Linked DNA regions of Mus musculus: region 1 is linked to region 2. Evidence: chromatin contacts called from public Hi-C data. All regions are on one chromosome and are shown on one strand. The core of a region is the stretch at or near the end of the contact, and the rest is flanking DNA. Distances in the headings are between cores, read along the strand shown. Region 1 has its middle 8.6 kb from the start of Gm30657. Region 2 has its middle 28 kb from the start of Gm25076.

The links. A called contact is a pair of places that touch in the nucleus more often than the background predicts.
Region 1: a Hi-C map of cerebral cortex shows a contact between it and region 2, with 1.9 times the contacts expected there. The contact joins two enhancer-like sites. A contact is called at or near these places in 3 of 39 promoter capture datasets (the C10 cell line, stem cell-derived epiblast-like cells and trophoblast stem cells), 1 of 15 datasets of contacts at CTCF or cohesin (the NIH/3T3 cell line), 8 of 484 Hi-C or Micro-C datasets (B cells, the G1E-ER4 cell line, cerebellum and 2 more), 3 of 115 datasets of contacts at active chromatin or transcription factors (embryonic stem cells and pancreatic cancer cells) and 1 of 9 other capture datasets (embryonic stem cells).

What each region holds. Positions count from the first base shown.
Region 1 is chr5:118,419,568-118,424,814 of GRCm38.p6, forward strand. No RefSeq gene overlaps it. Among named protein-coding and RNA genes, the nearest start is that of Gm30657, 8.6 kb to the left of the region's middle. Within about 2 kb of position 3,089, at least 97 of the 459 cell types and tissues checked have an H3K27ac peak or open chromatin away from gene starts, as enhancers often do. A contact at or near this core is called in cerebral cortex, where this site is marked.
Region 2 is chr5:118,292,492-118,297,182 of GRCm38.p6, forward strand. No RefSeq gene overlaps it. Among named protein-coding and RNA genes, the nearest start is that of Gm25076, 28 kb to the left of the region's middle. Within about 2 kb of position 2,075, at least 132 of the 459 cell types and tissues checked have an H3K27ac peak or open chromatin away from gene starts, as enhancers often do. A contact at or near this core is called in cerebral cortex, where this site is marked.

The DNA.
Region 1 (5,247 bases), core at 1,839-4,338, 130 kb after region 2:
ACCCAGTCAGTCACTCCAGCAGTGTAAACTCTGGCATCCCCAATTAAGTCTCCGCTATGCAGTAAGTTCATTGTGGAAATGAAGCCGTGGTCCCATTCGGATGTGTATGCTCTGAAGACGTGTTCTGTCAAGTCCTGGCCTCAGGTTTATGGGCCAGAATCACTGCTGGGCACAGTTGCATATGCAGGTTATCCACACACTTGAGAGGTGGAGGCAGGAGGATCAAGACTTCAAGGCCATCCTCAGCTATAGAGTGACTTTGAGGCCAGCCTCGGCTTTAAGAAACCCCATCACTGATAAAAGAAAAAAGGTGAGTAGTTGGGGAGGGCAGGATAGCACATGCCCTTAATCCCAGCACTTTTGGGAGGCAGAACCTCTGAGTTCAAGGCTAGCCTGGTCTACATAACATGATTCAGGCCAGTCAAGATTACATAGTGAGATCCTACCTCAAAATAAGCAAACAGAAAAAAGAAAAGGGGCCTGGAGAGGTGGCTCAGGGGTTAAGAGCCCTGGATGCCCTTGCAGAAGACCCGTGTTTTCTCCCAGCTCACAGCCATTTGTACCTCTAGGGTGTCTGATACTTTTCTTCTGAGAACAGGCATACATGAAGCACATTTATATGCCTTCAGGCAAAACACTTGTGCACACAAAATAAAAACAAATAAATCTTCTTTTCTTTCTTTTTAAATAAAGATGAGGAACAAGAAAGAGAAAGAGGAGGAGGAGGAAGAGGAGGAGGAGGAGAGGGGGAGAAGGAGGGGGAAGAGAAGGAGGAGGGGAGGAGGAAGAGGGGGCAGAGAAAGAGAAGGAGGAGGAGGAGGAAGGAGGAGGAGAAAGAAGGGGAGGAGTAGGAAGAGGAGGAGGAGGAGGAGGAGGAGAAGGAGAAGGAGAAGAAGAAGAGGAGGAGGAGGAGGAGGAGGAGGAGGAGGATGAGGAGGAGGAAGAAGAAGAAGAAGAAGAAGAAGAAGAAGAAGAAGAAGAAGAAGAAGAAGAAGAAGAAGAAGAAGACTGGGAATGAAATGCCAAGTGCCAGTTAGTCAGCTTTCTGTTGCTATGTAAACAAACAAACAAAAACACCAAATTAGTTGTCTTGTGAATAGAAAAGGTTGGAGTTAAGGGTTCTAATCTACACACACTATGAGAGTAGGCAGTGGGGAAGAAACTGCTTGCCTATGACAGGGAGCAGAAGAGGGGAGCAAAGGCCTGGAGTACCATGATCCTGACTTGAAGACCTCCCATGGGGTTCCACTATCTCCTAATAACACCAACCTTTAAGACATGGTCCTTTCAGGGCCTTAAAAGAACAAAACAACAACAACAACAAAAACCAAAACAGGTCCTGGGGCTGGAGAGATGGCTCAGGAGATCACTGGCTGTTCTTTCAGAGGACCCAAGTCCAATTTCCAGCAGCCATGTGACAGCTCACAACTGTCTGTAACTTCAGTTCCAAGGAATCAGAGAATCTCACTCAAATACACACACATGCAGGCAAAACACCAATGCACATACATTCTTCATCTTCATCATCATCATCATCATCATCATCATCATCATCATCATCATAATAATAACAGTCCCAGAGCTGAGCTTAACCAACGTGGCTCACAGGAAGCTAGCACCAAGCTAAGGGTAAAGGGTCATTATTGTGACCTGAAGTGCTGGCTTTCCCTCCCTCTCCCCCTCTCCCTCCTCCTCCCCTCCCCCTTCCCCTCCCCCTCCCCTCCCTCTTTCTTTCTCTCTTTCTCTCTTTCTCTCTTCCTCTCTCTCTCTCTCTCTCTCTCTCTTTCTTTCTTTCTCCCTCTCTCTCTTTCTCCCTTTCTCTCTTTCTTTCTTTCTTTCTTTCTTTCTTTCTTTCTTTCTTTCTTTCTTTCTTTCTTTCTTTCTTTCAGCTTTCTGCCAGGCAGTGGTGGTGCATGCCTTTAATCCTAGCACTTGGGAGGCAGAGGCAGGTGGAATTCTGAGTTCAAGGCCAGCCTGGTCTATAAAGTGAGTTCCAGGATAGCCAGGGCTATACAGAGAAACCCTGTCTCTAAAAACCAAAAACCAAAAACCAAAACAAAACAAAACAAAAAAACAAACAAACAAAAAAAAAAAAACCAAACAAACCAACACCAAAACCTTTCTATTGATCCTCCGTATATTTCACATCATGCACCCTCATCCCACTCATGCCCCCCTCTCCTCATACCTGCCCTCTACCCTTGCAACCTCTCCTCTAGCAGAGGGGCAAGAAAAATCTAACACTGGTTTTCTTGTTCAAGCATTTCAACTTCACAGTCACCTGTGTTCCCATAGGAGTATGCATATCCCCAGCTGGGCTCTAGGAAAGCCCCACCAGGCCCTGGCTTCACCAGACCCTGCAAGAGCCAAGGAGCGTAGAGGAGCTCTCGCCCCACCTGAGGCAGGCTTGCTCCTCTGGGTCAGCTCCGCAACTGGAGAGGGGACAAAGCCCTTTCTGTATTTTTGTAGGAGACAGAGCTTGCCAAAGAGCTCACCCTCCACAACCCCCACCCTGCCACGAGGCGGGGGGGGGGGGTGACGTCCAGGGGGCCGGTCTAACAAGTGGCAGAAGAATTTATGGGTCCTTCTGCCCTCCCTGCACCCCGTGTTCTTTTCTCTGTTCCAGGCTGGACTCTACCCGTCTCCTTCTCTGCCTTCCCTTCTCCTTGCACCTTCCCTCATGTTAATTATATTAGTTGCCATGGAAACTGTGATGTCATTGGCACGGGAGGGCTCAATGACATCCAAAAGCACAGTTTACAGCGTGGCTTGAAATGTATTCCATGGCTTGCAGCCTTGGCGTGTGTTGGGGGGTGGGAGGGGAGGAGTTACGTGGCGATTATATCTCAGGCACCATCTGGGCATGCCGGTGGGAAGTGTCAGGAAAGGTGGTTGGCTGGAAGGTGGTTACTTGTGGATTTTCCAGAATCCCAGACCCTGCGGGGGTCTCTTTACCCTTGGAGAATAAGCAGGATACCTCGAATGTTATAAAGAGTTCTGACTTGGCTCTGACCAACCCTCTTCGTGGTACCACACCCCACTGCTGCCCCAATTTGGAACATTAAATCGTTCCTGCTCCAAGTGGCACCCCCAACGTGGTTCATGCCAAGCGGCTGTGCATGCCTGCCGTGTGCACACGTGAGCACATGCCTACGGACCTCAGAGCTGAGCTGGTAGGGTGAAGATGTCATGCGCCGCCCGTGGTGGGGCACACGAGGATTAGCACACGTGCGCACGTGTACACACGTGCTCACCCATCTGGACTTCATTAGGGAAGATCCCATGGCCAATCTTCCTCCAGTCCTCCCCAGCATGGTTCACTTTTTCTGTGGGTCAAGGGCAGAATGGAGCTGAGTGGTACTAGGATGCCCAGATATCTTCCTCCGGGCCTGGAAGCTCCCAGGACTGTTCTGTATCCCTGGACCAGAAGCAGAGTGGATGTCCTCAGAGGGAGGTGAGAGCCACAGGCTCGATTGCTCCCCCAGGTTCTTGTGGCTATGTTCTCATTATCTGCCATGCCACTCAGGGCAAGCTGAGAGCTCTGGAAACATGCTCTGCAAAAGACAAGTGCCAACCCCCCCCCGGGGGGGGGGTGTCCCTTGTGAAGTCTGAAGTCTTTTGACTGAGATCAGCACGGTCAGAGGCTTGGAAGGTGGGAGGCAGTTGGGGACAGCAGGTCCTCTGCTCTGTCTTTCAGGGCTTTAGGTCCCCCATGCTCCCAGATCACCAAACTCCCTTTGCTCCAAATGTGATCGTTAAACCATCAGGAGGCCCCGGGCATGCTCACCAGCCAATTTTGGCCGGCCGGCCGTAGGAAAGGATGATGGCCTGACCCTATTGGACTAAACTGAACATGAGCAATGAGAAATGGGGCCCACCAGGCACAATACAGAACTGACTGGGGAGTCCCCAAGGGCTTCTTTCGGCCCATCTACTTCAGCTTCTGGCTCTTCTCATAGGAACTCCCAGCTTCCCTCAAGCCCTACTGTCAAGAGAGGCCATGTTCTCCTCACTACAAAGCCAATTCACCAGAGATGGGATTTCTGAACTACAAAGAGATCAGAAGTCAACCTGTATGTATTCAGTCTCATCCTCCACCGCGTGGCCCTAGGGATTGAACTCAGGTCTCCTTACTCTCCGAACCACCTTGCCAGCCTCTTGGAAGGTTTCTTCTCCTGATATGAGGAGGTGGCCTAGTGGGAAGGAGGATGAGGTGGATTCAGGCAGAGAGGACAGGGGAGAGAGCGAGGGATGTAGGAGCCGAAGACCACAGCTTCCTCGGAATGATGAAGGGCAGCCCCTTGGCTTCGCCACATAGCAGCTCCAGAGATGGTTCTAGGGATCAACCTGGCATACACTATCACGCACCCTGTGCCCAGAAAACCCTGGGACCACACTGCTGTGACACCACCAGCCACAACAACACACATAGTACTGGGAAGCTATGGGGATTGGGGAAATCAAAGTGCCTTGGATGAGGAAGAGCAAAGGTGTTTCCCCCTCCCCACTCCAGGAGGCTGCCCTCCCCCAGGGGACCCTTCAGGCATATCTGGAGATACATTGGGTTGTCACAACAGGGCTACTTTCCTACTAAAAATCTAATGGGCAGGGGTCAGCAACACTGCCAAGCATGGAGCACACAGGGGATGGCTGTTCAGAACAGACTGAGTTGGAGACTGAGATAGCCCAGTTTACCTGAAATGGAAATGTTGGTGTAGAGCCTGACAGTTGGAGGGAGGATTCAGGGGTGGGATCCTTCCCTGCCTTTCTGTGGCAAGGCTTGGTGGCCAGGAAGATCATATCGGTAGAGGGTTTGCAGGCCTTGGGAGATGGTGGCTAGTCGTGACCACCTCCCTGGTGCCTGGGTCACAGGCTCCATGTGTTTCCTGACTGCATGATGTGCATCTGCTACTTAGGAGCCTACCCAGGAAACTCAGACCCCTGGCCATGCAACTCGGAGTCACACAGCCTCTCCTGCACAGACATGCCCTGAGTCTGAAATGTTCCTATGTTTCAGTAACATGAGCCCAGGATGGGAGAGAGAGAGAGAGAGAGAGAGAGAGAGAGAGAGAGAGACCTTAAAGTTAGAAGGATACTGAGGCAGGGCCTTGGAGGGGTTGGGGTTGGGGACACAAAGACAGTAGAGACAGTAGGAGATAAAATGAAAGCTGGAAGGAAATGGAGAGAGATGGAGGGGGAGGAGGAGGAGACAGAATGGGGGGAAAGAACAGAATGTACTGTCCAGTC
Region 2 (4,691 bases), core at 825-3,324:
GGGAGGGAGGGAGGGAAGGGAAGGGAAGGGAGGGAAGGGAAGGGAGGGAGGGAGGGAGGGAGGGAGGGAGGGAAGGAAGGAAGGAAGGAAGGAAGGAAGGAAGGAAGGAAGGAAGGGCAGTCATAAATTTAGCACATAGCTCTTCTTCTAGTTGGAAAGCTGGCTCAGAGCCAAGTGTGGTGGTGCCCAGCTATGACCTCGTTTACTTGGGAGTCTGAGGCAGGAGGATTATGAGTCCCAGGCTACGAAGCAAGATTCTGCCTCAAAATAAATAAAACGGCACAGGGCTGCAACCCTGGACCTCAGAGAACTGAGACCAGAGCAGGCAGCCCAGATCTCCTAGAGTGCCTGGCCACACATAGCCCTGAACAGGCCGTTGTGGTCATTGGCGGTCACACACCAGGAGGCCGGGCCCACCCATCTACTCTGAAGCTACCACAAAGGCCTGCAGCCAGAGTTAGACTCCAGACATGCGGGATCCCGAGTCCTCACTTCTAACCACCTCACCGCAAGACAGAAGCAAACTCCCTTTGCACCTAACCAAAGGCCATAAGTAATCAAAGCATCACTTTGATACTGTCAAGCACAGAGGAGGTCACCATGAGGCATCTGCACCACATGACCAGGAGCCCGTGGAGTGTGGGGATGTTTTCATCTTACCTGTGTTTATTCTGCTGCAAGGGAAGGAGTCACATGTGGTTTGAGTTTCTAACTCATTTAAACAGAGAAAGTAGTGAAGGCCGGTCATCCCAGCTATTCCAGAAGCTGAGGCAGGAGGATTGCAAGTTCAAGGTCAGTCTGGGTTACTGAGCATGGATCCTGCTTCAAAACAAAACCTGCAAAAAGGGCTGGGGATATACATCAGTGGGAGAATGCTTGCTCTGGGTTCAGTCTCCAGCGCTGGAGAAACAAAACAGCCACCCCAATTAGAAAAGAAAAGAAAAGAAAAGAAAAGAAAAGAAAAGAAAAGAAAAGAAAAGAAAAAAGGAAAGGAAAGGAAAGGAAAGGAAAGGAAAGGAAAGGAAAGGAAAGGAAAGGAAAGGAAAGAAAAGAAAAGGTAGAAAAACAGACAGGAAGGAAGGAAGGAAGGAAGGAAGGAAGGAAGGAAGGAAGGAAGGAAGGAAGGAAGGAAGGAAGGAAAAGAGAGGAGAGGGCTAGAGAGAGGACAGGTTGGTAGAGAGTCATCTTGTATACAAGAGGGCTTCACTTTGGTTCCCTAGAACCCACGTGAAAGAAGCCAGACATAGTGGTGCCCGCCTGCAATCCCGGCACCGGGGGACAAAGATGGCTGATCGGTGAGACTCACTGGCCATGCACGTTATGGCAAGCTCCGGACAATGAGAGACTCTGCCTCAAAAATCAAGGTGAATGCTAATCCATCACCTGATCCCCCAATGCCAGCAACTGTCCTGTGACTTCTGCATGCACACATCAGAACACATATGTTCTAGTGTGTGCGTGCGCGCGCACACACACACACACACACACACACACACACACTTTTTTTTTTTTTTTGAAAGAGGAAGGTAAGAATCCAAAATAACAAGGAGGGCCGTCTGAATCCTGAACGCCGCTGCCAGCCCTGAACTTGGGCTCCTGGCTGCAGTGTCTCCACTGGCTTCAGTCCTGGGGAAGCCTGTTTTCTCTTCTCAAGGCACATGGATTTCCTGGAGGCCCCTGTGTGCTGGGCGCCGTGCCAGGCTCCTTTGCTTTTTTCCCAAAAGAACCCCGGGGGCGTGTCCTCGCACTGTGGTTCCACTTCTGTCCGGTGCTCCTCCCCCAGTTCCACCGTGGCCATAAAGTGGGTAGAGCTCCCAGCTGCGAGCAGGGGTAGGGGCAACAGTTCTCCCCTCTGCTCTGAAGTGTGATGGGAGGGGAGTCCCCGCTGGGACAACATTTACTTTGTACCACTGCCAGGAGAGAGGGAGAGGGGGTGGGGGGGTGGGGCTCACGAGCGAGCATACCCAATTCCAAAATATTTCTGACAAAACCTGGCACTTCTGGTTCTAATTAAAACCCTGAACTTTGGAACAAATTTCATCCCACAGCCCTCCTCGCCGGGAAAGGGGGTGCAGCGGAGACTTCGCTTCATAACCACAACAAAAATAGCTTCTCCTGAGGAAGGCGCCCGGTACTAACAAGGCCACTTTTGTTTTACTCCCCTGCCATCTGTCTGGGGATGCCAGGGGCTGGCTCTGCTCCTGACTCCTTTGGCAGAGAGGGGACAGGAGCCGGGTGGCGCTGTGGACAGCTTCTCAGCCTCTTGGCAGAGGGGGGCCATGCATCTCCACCTTCAGATAGCCGGAAATCCAGGCCAGATGGAAACGTCACCAATCCCCTCTGTTTCTGAGACCAGCGCGCAAGAAGTGTGGTTCCAGCAGGTGGAGAAAGATCTTAAGCTTGCAAACTGCTCTAGCCCAGTGGTTCCCAATGCTGCGACCCTATAATACAGTTCCTCATGTTGGGGCGACCCCCCCACCAACCATCAAATTATTTTCGTTGTCACTGGATAATTTTGCTACTTTGATGGATCATAGTGTAAATATTTTTGGAGATAGAGGTTAGCCAAAGGGATTGCGCAACCCACAGGCCTAGAACCACTGGTCCACTCTAACATGGAGGGGAATAAATTCTCTAGGATATCTTTGGGATTTTATCCCACTCCCTCCCTCCGCCCCCACCAAACACAGGGGAGGCTTAGATGTTGGGCGAATCTCTTGTGCACCGTATACAGGTTGTCTTTGTATGAAGCATCCCATCTCTCAGCGTTTTGCAAGCATCTTATCCATGGCCTTCTGATTGGATTAATAAAGAGATGAACGGCCTATGGCAGAGCAGGAAAGAATAGGCGGGGCTTCTGGGGAGAGTTGGGAACTCTGGGAAAGTCTGAGCGCGGACAGTTATCAGTCAGACATCATTCACCAACCAGATTCCGGGAAGGAGCAAGTGTGGAGAATGTAGATTAGTAGAAACGGGACATTTAAGTATAAGAGCTAGTTAGGAACAAGCCTAAGCCAAGGCAAGGCTTTCATAATTATTAAAAAGTGTCTCCCTGTCGTTACTCTGCTGCTGGCGCCTCAGAGACAGTCCTGCTATACTTGGACTGTATAAGCGGAGTTGAGACTGCTGTCTGAGGTTTGCAGCGGGGTGTTGAGGCACTCTGAGGTTCTGCAGATGTAAGGGCTGACACTTGCCCATTGTCTCTGCCAGCATCAGAGTGTGACAGGACAGGGCTGGCTTGAAGAGCCCTGAGGTCAAGTGCTCACGCTGGTGGGACCAGAACCCTCCCTGCTATACCAAGGTGCATTTGTTGGTTGGAGAACACTTGGGATTGTTCCTTGGCTGGGCACATCTGAGCAAGCCACTGTCTCATGGCACATCCAGCTATTCATATTTCTTACTTTAAAAGCATAAGTATATATATGTGTGTGTGTATGTGTGTGTTTGTATGTATACATATACACATACACATACATATACATCTTTAGGATTTTATCCCATCAACCCCCTCCACCCTATGTGTATAAATGTATATAAGTACATATATGTGTACATATATATACTTATCTACATGTATGCTTATATATAATATACACACGTACGCTTATATGTAATATATACATACATGCATGTTTATATATAATATATACACAAATATACAATATATACTTATATATATACATATGTATACTTATATAATCTATATACATATATGTGTACATATATGTGTGCACACATGTGCATGGGTATGCACATGTGGAGGACAGAGTCTGACATGTCTCCCTGTATCATTTTCCATCTTATGTTGGAATGTGAGCAGGGAGGATGGCCCAGGAAGATGCAGTGTTGGGCCCTAGTGGGACATGTTCAGGTTTGGGGACGCTCCTCCATGTCTGGATTATTGAGGGTGCGTGCTTCTTCTTGCTTCTTCTTATTTTACTTTCTCTGGGCCCATCTGCCTGCCCCATGGGCAGAGTCTCCAGAGATGCAGGGCCCTTGGCCTTGGACCTCACAGTCTGCAAATAAAAGCAGATTTCTTATTTGTATAACTTACACAGCCTGTGGTATTCTGGTTCAGCAAGACATAACACTAAGGCAGAGGTCCTCAGTAATCACTCGGTAGAGCTAGAGCAAACAGTTACACTCACCGGGTCTGAACCAGTGGTTCTCAACCTGTGGGGCGTGACCCCTTAGGGAGTCAAATGACCCTTTCACAGGGGTCGCCTAAGACCAGCAGGAAAGCATAAATATTTACATTATGACTCACAACAGTAGCAAAATTACAGCTACGAAGTCGCAACAAAAACAATCTTATGGTTGGGGGTGTCACCACGCCATGAGGAGCTGTATTAAAGGGTTGCAGCATCAGGAAGGTTGAGAACCACTGCTCTAAATTCTCCATCGGGCAGTCTGTTGGGCTCAGAAGGCAGACAAGAAAAGAATGTCAAGGGCTGAGTGTGTGGCTCAGGATTAGGGAGATTGCCTAGCCTGGGTTACACTCTAGGTTTGATCTCCGGCATAAGAGAGAGAGGTTGTGGCCATGTGGGGATGGAGATTCTAGCCCTCCATATACTTTTGTTACAGCAAGGGTCTAGACCTTTCTCTCTCTCTCTCTCTCTCTCTCTCTCTCTCTCTCTCTCTCTCTCTCTCTCTCTCTCTCTCTCACACACACACACACACACACACACTCA